Regions from separate parts of the Sus scrofa genome. Here all the other regions are linked to region 3. A link is a contact called in public HiChIP or PLAC-seq data. All regions are on one chromosome and are shown on one strand. Each heading gives the region's core, a stretch centred on a gene start, on an enhancer-like site or on the middle of the called end of the contact. The rest is flanking DNA. Distances are from core to core; before and after follow the strand shown. Region 1 has its middle 75 kb from the start of JUN. Region 2 has its middle 28 kb from the start of MYSM1. Region 3 overlaps FGGY (FGGY carbohydrate kinase domain-containing protein).

What was found. HiChIP or PLAC-seq counts read pairs in DNA pulled down with a chosen protein or histone mark.
Region 1: an H3K27ac HiChIP or PLAC-seq map of alveolar macrophages shows a contact between it and region 3. The contact joins two enhancer-like sites. A contact is called at or near these places in 1 of 47 Hi-C or Micro-C datasets (epiblast stem cells) and 1 of 2 datasets of contacts at active chromatin or transcription factors (alveolar macrophages).
Region 2: a contact with region 3 is called in an H3K27ac HiChIP or PLAC-seq map of alveolar macrophages. The contact joins two enhancer-like sites. A contact is called at or near these places in 2 of 2 datasets of contacts at active chromatin or transcription factors (alveolar macrophages and skeletal muscle).

Annotation. Positions count from the first base shown.
Region 1 is chr6:153,609,928-153,612,627 of Sscrofa11.1, reverse strand. No RefSeq gene overlaps it. Among named protein-coding and RNA genes, the nearest start is that of JUN, 75 kb to the left of the region's middle. Within about 2 kb of position 1,392, at least 4 of the 83 cell types and tissues checked have an H3K27ac peak or open chromatin away from gene starts, as enhancers often do. A contact at or near this core is called in alveolar macrophages, where this site is marked.
Region 2 is chr6:153,726,355-153,729,054 of Sscrofa11.1, reverse strand. No RefSeq gene overlaps it. Among named protein-coding and RNA genes, the nearest start is that of MYSM1, 28 kb to the left of the region's middle. Within about 2 kb of position 1,429, at least 1 of the 83 cell types and tissues checked has an H3K27ac peak or open chromatin away from gene starts, as enhancers often do. A contact at or near this core is called in alveolar macrophages, where this site is marked.
Region 3 is chr6:152,959,167-152,961,866 of Sscrofa11.1, reverse strand. FGGY (FGGY carbohydrate kinase domain-containing protein) reads left to right here. Exons shown (of 16, transcript XM_021097811.1): 8 at 974-1,077. Among named protein-coding and RNA genes, the nearest start is that of HOOK1, 250 kb to the right of the region's middle. Within about 2 kb of position 1,371, at least 29 of the 83 cell types and tissues checked have an H3K27ac peak or open chromatin away from gene starts, as enhancers often do. A contact at or near this core is called in alveolar macrophages, where this site is marked.

The DNA.
Region 1 (2,700 bases), core at 143-2,642, 650 kb before region 3:
AGGGAGAAAGGAAGGAAATAAGAAATGAATTAATTTATTCTACTACATTGATGTGCTAAGTGTCTAAAAGGTGCCATGCCCTGATATTCAATGAATAGCAGAGGCTACACACATGAAGGGGTGTGTGTGTGTGTGTATGTGTGTGTATGTGTGAGCATGTGCGAGGAGGAATTGGTGATGAACTCTGAGGACAAATCAGAGGTTGCCCTCTTGACTTGGCTTTCTGCACTGAGGCTTTCAGAATCCAGAGGAGAGAAGAGAGGGATCTGTTTTGATGCCCAACTGAGTTATTGAGAGCTGGTTTGAGAGGACTCTTCAAACAGTTTCTGAAAGCAGGTGATTTTTTTGCAAATGAGGGCTTGTCGGCATATGGTATTTGGATGATATAATTTCTTTAATTGAAAGTGTTATCTTAACCAGAGAGTTTTGCAAAACCCCCAAACAAAGACATCTGTTGCTGTTTTTGTTCTTTTCCCCAGCAAACAATCTGGTGGTGAAAAATAGGAATTACAAAATGGAGAGCCAGGGAAAATTGTGGATTTGAAAAACAAACCCCTTCATCTTTAAAAGGGGGGCAGTTAATCAAGGTGCAAGGCAGACAACTTCTGAATAGAGTCTTCTATAACATCTTGGATCATTAGAACCCTACTTCTTTAGATATCAATAATTATTAAGAAAGAACCAAAGAGATGAGTTTGTGGCAAATTTAATGCATTTCTATGTTGTCTGTGGGCCTCAACTATCAGCTCTGTGCTGCTGGTACCTTGGCTGAATCTCCAGGTCAGATCCTTTGATCCACTGGTCTCTTGGACATCTCTTCCTGATGCACCTCTGATCAAAACTGACCTCATCAGCCCACTGGAACCAGCTTCTCCTCTTGAATTCTCCATTTTGGGGAACATCCCACCACCCACTCAGTCCCCCAGGACCTTCCCCTTCCTGGAGACCAGCACAAACTGAAATCAGGACTCAAGGTTTTCTGCTTGGAAAGAATCTCCACCCTGCTCCCTTTTCTTCACTCCCAATATCAATGCATCTTTCTCTCAGATTGCTGCCATGGCCCTGCCCCTCTCCAGGCCTGTATCTGATCTTGACCCCTGAATCAGTCAGGGTCACAGCAGGAAGCAGAACTCACTTCACATCATTTCAATGAAGAGCCATTAGTGGAGGGACACATAGGTGGTGACAGGGTTCATGGCAAGAAGAAGATGTCAAGTTTCCCAGAGCCTAGCAACAGCTGGAAGCTGTTACCATCTCTAGGACCAGAGGGACAAGGGGAAGAAATAAAGATACTGAAGCTCAGTGAAAACTAGAACCAGTGAGGAAGTGTTGCCCCGTGGGAAATACTAGAAAGTCTATGCAGAAGCAGGGAGGAAACAGAAGAAATCACATGATGCTTCCTCTGCCCACCTTCCTTCTCCTTGCTGAAGCTTCCTGTTGTTTGAGTATAGAAGTCTGGTTCTAGGGTGCCAGAAGGCCCAGTCAGCAGGGTCAGCCTCCTGGGGCAGGGGTGCTCAGAGCTGGCAGAGGGGTTGAGAATGGATCTGGGAACATGGAAAAGGGTGACAGGATGGATAGCCCTCTCTCCACATATCTGTTCTGCACTCTGAGACCCATGTGCTAGCTCTAAAACCAGGATGATGTTGTCTTTGAACTGAACTGCTTTTTTTTTTTTTTTCCTGGAGTCTTTTACTTCCGGTTCAGTCACACAGAGAGCATTCATCATCTCACTGTTGACCGGGAGCCACCTCTCCAGTTCATGGAATGTGTCACTCTGGGTGGTCTCTGGTCTGAGACCGCTAATTTCATGTTGTACCATGAAACCACCCTGTCCTTCAAACCCTCTTCTCCCCTCACCCACTGCCTGCCCACCTACCTCCAGGAGCTGAACCATTTTTGAAACTCTTCCTTGCACCCAGAATAAACCAAAGCTCCTTAAGCTGTCATCAAATATTCCTTTGACCCCTTCTGACCTCTCTAGTCCCATCTCTCACCACCCCTGGTCCTTACTCAATACCCCAGCTCTACTGCATAACTTCCAGGCCCCTGAATACACCATGCTGTTCTAAATCTCTGTGCCTTAGTAAATGTTCCTTTCTTTCCTTGGAATACCCTCTCAGCCCACCCACATCTTCCCAACATCATTTACCTGAAGAATTGCAAGTCTTTCTTCCAAACCTAGTTCAGAGGTCACCTCCTCCAGGAAGACATCTCTAACTGTCCTGCTCTTCTACCTGAGTCCATCACACCTACCTCTGAGCAATCTTTATTATATCTACTTTTCTTTTTACACTATTGACATTCTTTGTGAAGGGTCTTGAACCCGTCTGTATCCTCCAGCCAGAATGGCTGCTCCTTGAAGGCAAAGACTGTGTATCATGCATCTTGGCATCCCAGCTGATTGTCCTAGCACTTAGAATATTAAATCTGTTAAGCAAATATTTAAGGAGGAAAAGAAAGTAGGGAGTAAGAGAGGGAAGAATGGAGGAAAGGAATCATTACAGCTCCTCAAAGCATTTTTAAGCACCTTGCCTCCTCTGATCTTCACAAGTAGTCTAAGTGCTGGGGGAGGGATGGTTACCTGAGATAAGGACACTAAGTCTCAGAAGGAATGGGAGGAGGCTTGGCACTGAGAAGAGCTGGGGATTGGGAATAAGTGGATTAGATTTGAGCTCCAGGTCTCTAACTTTTGGGATGTGA
Region 2 (2,700 bases), core at 180-2,679, 770 kb before region 3:
AAGGGCTATAGGATTTCTCAGAAATGAAGATTGGTCCCCACTCCTGCCCATGCTTTAGTCAGGAAGCTTCAGGTCTTTCCTCCTCTTTCTCAGGAGGCTGATGTCCCCCAGCTGGTGGGAGGGGCCACAGGGAAGATCCAGACAGAATAAGCTGGAAGAAGATGCTCTAGAAGGCAGAAAGAGAGAGAACAGCCTCCCTTTTCTTTCTCCAGCTCCCAATTTCTTCCACTGATGGGCAGGACTTGACAGTACAGAGGCGGAGAGACTGAAAATTCCTGGGCTCTTGCTTCCTCATCGGTAACATGGAAGCACTATGACTTGGTGGAGGTTGTATGAGAGGTATTCATTCTCTGCGTAGAGCATCTGGGATCCACTCAGTTGTGACTGCCTACAAGATGTCAATGCTGAGGGCTCAGCTACGCCTGGAACATGGGGCATCCTTGGTGGATGCTGGCGTTACTGAGGAGAAACAGGACAGACAGGATCTTTGGTACCCAGTCCAGACTCTCTGCCTTTGGCTGCAGCCCCTCCACATTTCAATAGCTCTTTTCCTAAACGGGCAGTTCTCACGTTGGCTGCACATTAAAATATCCTGAGGTGCTTTTATAAATCTTGAGGCCCAGACTGCATCCCAAACCAAGTGAACAGAATTTCTAGGGGTGGGATCCAGTGATCAATGCCACAGCCCTTGGCCTCCTCCTTACCTGAGATCCACCCTGTGTATGAACTTCCCTTCCTACCACCTTACCCTTGCCCTTGGATCCTGGACAGATTAATTAAACCCTTCTGAGCCTTAACTTTTTTGGGGGGCTGCACCTGGGGCATATGGAAGTTTCCAGGCTAGGGGTCGAATCGGAGCTACAGCCTCTGGCCTACACCACAGTCACAGCAATGCCAAATCTGAGCTGAGTCTGCGACTCAGACCACAGCTCAGGGCAACGCCGGATCCTTAACTCATTGAGCGCGAGGGCAGGAATTGAACCCACTTCCTCTTGGTTCCTAGTTGGGTTCATTAACTGCTGAGTCCCAAAGGGAACTCTGAGCCTTGACTTTCTTATCAGGACAACAGGGGTGTAGGGGAGACAGTGGACAGCCTACCAGCATCCATTTCCTCCTTTTTCTTTCCAAGCAGAAGGCTGAGTTTGGAAGCTGACCAGCTCCAGGTGTAGGCCTGTTTGGCCCAAGGGTTGTCCAATTTTGCCAGTGATTGGTTTAGGAACAAGACTGTGGACCCAACTCTATTAAGTAAGATATGAGAGGAGGCTTCTAGGGAGTTTTCTGGCTCCTGAGAAAGAACAAGAAGAGCTTCTGTGTGGCATCTTGATCAGACTCTTGGACTGTTGCCACCATCCCGTAACCAGCCTGAGGATGAAGGCAGTGCAGGGGCATGGCACTGAAAGATGAATTCTGGGAGTTCCCATTTCGGTTCAGTGTAAACAAACCTGACTAATGTCCAAGAGGACATGAGTGGGATCCCTGGCCTTGCTCAGTGGGTTAAGGATCCGGTGTTGCTGTGAGCTGCATGGTAGGCTGGCAGCTACAGCCCCAATTCTACCCCTAGCCTAGGAACTTCCATATGTCACAAGTGTGGCAGAAAGAAAGAAAGAAAGGAAGGAAGGAAGGAAGGAAGGAAGGAAGGAAGGAAGGAAGGAAGGAAGGAAGGAAGGAAGAGATGAATTTTGGTTACCTGGAGTTTTTAGAAGATTAAGTCACAAGAATAAGAGTAGAAAACCAGCATTTACTGAGTCCCTATCATGCTCCAGGCTCTGTATTAAGTCTATCATGATAGGTCCTATTTCATGTAATTCTGACATTATGGTGGGTGGGCATTATAAAGTACTCAGCCTGTAGAGTTGGATCAGTTGATTTTAATTTTAGCTTCAACATTTAGGCAAATGCGTGACACTCTCTAAACCTCAGTTTTCTCATCTGTGAAATGAGACGAATGGAACCTACACATCATGGGACTGTTGGAAGGACTAAATGAAATAATGCATGTGGGAGTTCCTGTCGTGGCTCAGTGGAAATGAATCTGACTGGTATCTGTGAGGGTGCAGGTTCGATCCCTGGCCTTACTCAGTGGGTTAAGGATCGGGCATTGCCATGAGCTGTGCTGTAGGTTGCAGATGCAGTTGGGATCTGGCATTGCTGTGGCTGGGGTATAGGCCGGAGTCTGCAGCTCCAATTAGACCCCTAGCCTGGGAACTTCCACATGCCTTGGGTGTGGCCCTAAAAAAAAAAAAAAAGACAAAAAAAGAAATAATGCATGAAAACCAGGTGTTATTTATTTTTTAAATCAACTTTGTAAGGTAGTTATTATTATTATTATTATCATTATTTACTTTTTACATATGAATAAAGTGAGAATCACAAAGCCCACTGACTGAACCAAGATCCCACGATATACAAGCAGTGGAGTTGGGATTGAAACCCAAGACCTCACTCCTAATCTACCGCTTGTGCCTCTTTCCACTCCTCTCCTGCTTTCCATACTCAGTTGAGGAAATCTCAACAATTCCCTGCAGTAAGCAGTGCAAAGGGAATTCTTCCACAAACACAGGTTTGCAAGCAAACTGGGTGAAAGTGAGAAGCCAGACCTGCCTGAGGCATGGGTGTAACCGAAGAGCTGTGAAAGGTGAGGATCCCCGTGCAGCAGAACACTTTCAGGTTTGCAAATAACAAAGGACCATAAGATCATAG
Region 3 (2,700 bases), core at 122-2,621:
CCTGCTGTGACCTCGTTGGAAAGGTTTGCGTGGTTGTGGCTCCCACATCCTACCCAATGTATCATGAAGGTGCTTGCTGGGTATTTGAATAAATGACGGGCAACTCCAGGCTCTAAACACTCTCTCTGACTCTCCCCTCACAGTTGTAACTTCACTTGCCCACAAGTATCAAAGAACACGCCCCGTGTATCATTTTATGGGTAGAAGGTGCTTATGGGTATTTGGATAAATGATGGGTGACTCCGGGCTCTAAACAGTCTGACTCTGCCCTCACACTTGTAACTTCACTTGCCCAGCAAGTATCAAGGAACACACTCCGTGCAAAGCCGCCTGAGCTTATACCATTTATGGGAAACTCTCTGCTACCTGGCGTTCTTTCAACAGACACTGACTGTCAGTCACTCTGTCCTTTATTCCAAGTTCTGGGATGAGCAGTACTGAGGATGGTGACCCAGAGATCTGATCATCAGAGGATTCTGTCGCCTTCAGTGAGATGGAAATGTGATGTGTCAAACCAGAGTCCCCTCCGCCCTGCCCCTTCCCAGCAGTGTGACCTTGGACGGGTCACTCAGCCCATAGATGAGCCTTCATTCCTCTGCTGATGTGTGCCATTCATCATTTCAGCTTGATAGGCTTCCTATAAAATGAGACCGTACATATAAACATCAGCAGAGTGTCTGGGATTTTGTGAGCAAAAAAATCACTGATAGCGGGTGCCTTTATTATTCTAATGACAGTGACTTATTATTCCAGTGTTGGATGCCATACACTGACGCTGAAAGCCAAAAACAGGTTTCCTGGTTGCCCAGGCTGACCAGTGAGCCCTTTTGGTTTCTGTTTGAGACTGGTCTGCACGTCTGTTTGAGACGTGGTCTCAACGTCCTTTGGTATAAAAAAGAGAGTATCATTATGTTTGTTTTAGCTTTCTTTCCTTCTCCTTTTTCTAAGAGAGTTTTGTTTTGCTTTCTCACAGGAGTGATTGGAGCAGATGTGAGGGGGCACGGCCTCGCTTGTGAGGGACAGCCAGTGACGTCACGGCTGGCTGTCATCTGTGGAACATCTTCTTGTCACATGGGGGTGAGTCTGCCGGGTGAGGGCGGGGCTGCCACACTCGGGAGGATGGCCAGCCTGGGAGGAGGGAACCGCTGGCCCCTTTGCCCCTCAGCTCCTCCCTTCCTGCCCCCCCACCACACACACACCGTGGTTTATCTAGCTGGAAGCCCAGCCTTCCCACTAATAGCCTTGCTTATTAGATTTGCCAGACCCTTTTCCAGGGGCCAAATTCTTAAAAAGTGTGAAAAGGGTAGAGTCTGCCTTTAACATCACCCTGGCCAGAGAACCCATGGCTTGAGGGGTGAAATCGGATCCAGAGATGGCAACGCCTCGCTCCCAGACAATCTGTCCCCAATGGGTAGCTGCGTCTTCTTTGCAAAGGGGTGTCTGTTTTCCTTGGCCACTGAGCTCTCTCTCAATCAATATAAATCCATCTCCCTGGGAGCGCCCTGGTGATGTATAGAATTAGGCTGCATATCACGACTTTGAAAGAACACTGATAAGCAATTTTCACTTTGCTAATTTTTCTCCATGAATTAGTAGAAAGGCTTTCTCCAAGATTGCAGCTAAAATTTAGTGCCTGCCCTAAAATTTATATCTTCTTTAAATGCATGAGTCTGAAAGCATTCCATTTCGATAAGTACCCATTTCTACCATATTTTTATTTAAAAGTCATTACTCTGTTAAACTGAGATGGACGACTCCTTGAATTTTTCCCAGATAAGTAAAATAGGGGCGAGAGTGGTGGAGGAGGAGGAGGGCAAATGGGGGAGTGAGCGGCGGGGGCATGAGTAAGGATTAGAGTGGGGTCTGAGATGCAGTCGAGGGCAGAGGCCCTGTGACAATGGAGGGTACATATGATGCGAAACTGTTTAGCTGCCGTAGGGACCAGTGATCGTCTTGTACCATAAAATATTTTGGTTGCGTAAATATCGATACATTGACTTATTCATGGATCCTCTGCCCTTGTGTCTGGGACTGTGGCAAATCCTGGGGACACTAGGATAACATAGGGCCTCCCATTGGTGAGATGGAATTATAATAGGTATGACAGTAAAAGGCTCCACAGTATAGATGCAGATTGAGCCTGTGATACTGAGCATCTGGTAGGTACCAGGCATGGCATCGGGGGTTTTCATTTTGCAGGGGTGGTGGGGCTGTGTTTCCAGACTGGTTTCCAATCCCACATCCTCCATGAGCTAAGGATGGGCCCTTGGGCTGGGCACTTCACACCTCCGGGCCCCAGATCCTTCCTGTGCGAGATGTGGGAAGTATAATACATATCTCATAGTATCATGAAGGTGATTTGAGGCAATATAATGTGCTTCATATGAAGTGAGCCCTTTTCAAGGCTTAGTCTCTGTCATCAGCCCTCATATTATTGGGCAGAAAGGACACAGTGATTACCTGCCTGGGAGGGTCCAAGGCCACTACCTGAGAGGACTTGGTGCCAGACTTTCTCGCAGCCCTTCAAAAAAAAAAAAAAAAAAGCTTTCCTGGAGCTCCCGTTGTGGCACAACAGGGTCAGCAGCATTTTTGGGAACACTGGGACACAGGTTTGATCCCCAGCCCAGACCAGTGAGTTAGGGCTCCGGCATTACTGCAGCTGCGGCTTAGGTCATGACTCTGGCTCCAGTCTGATCCCTG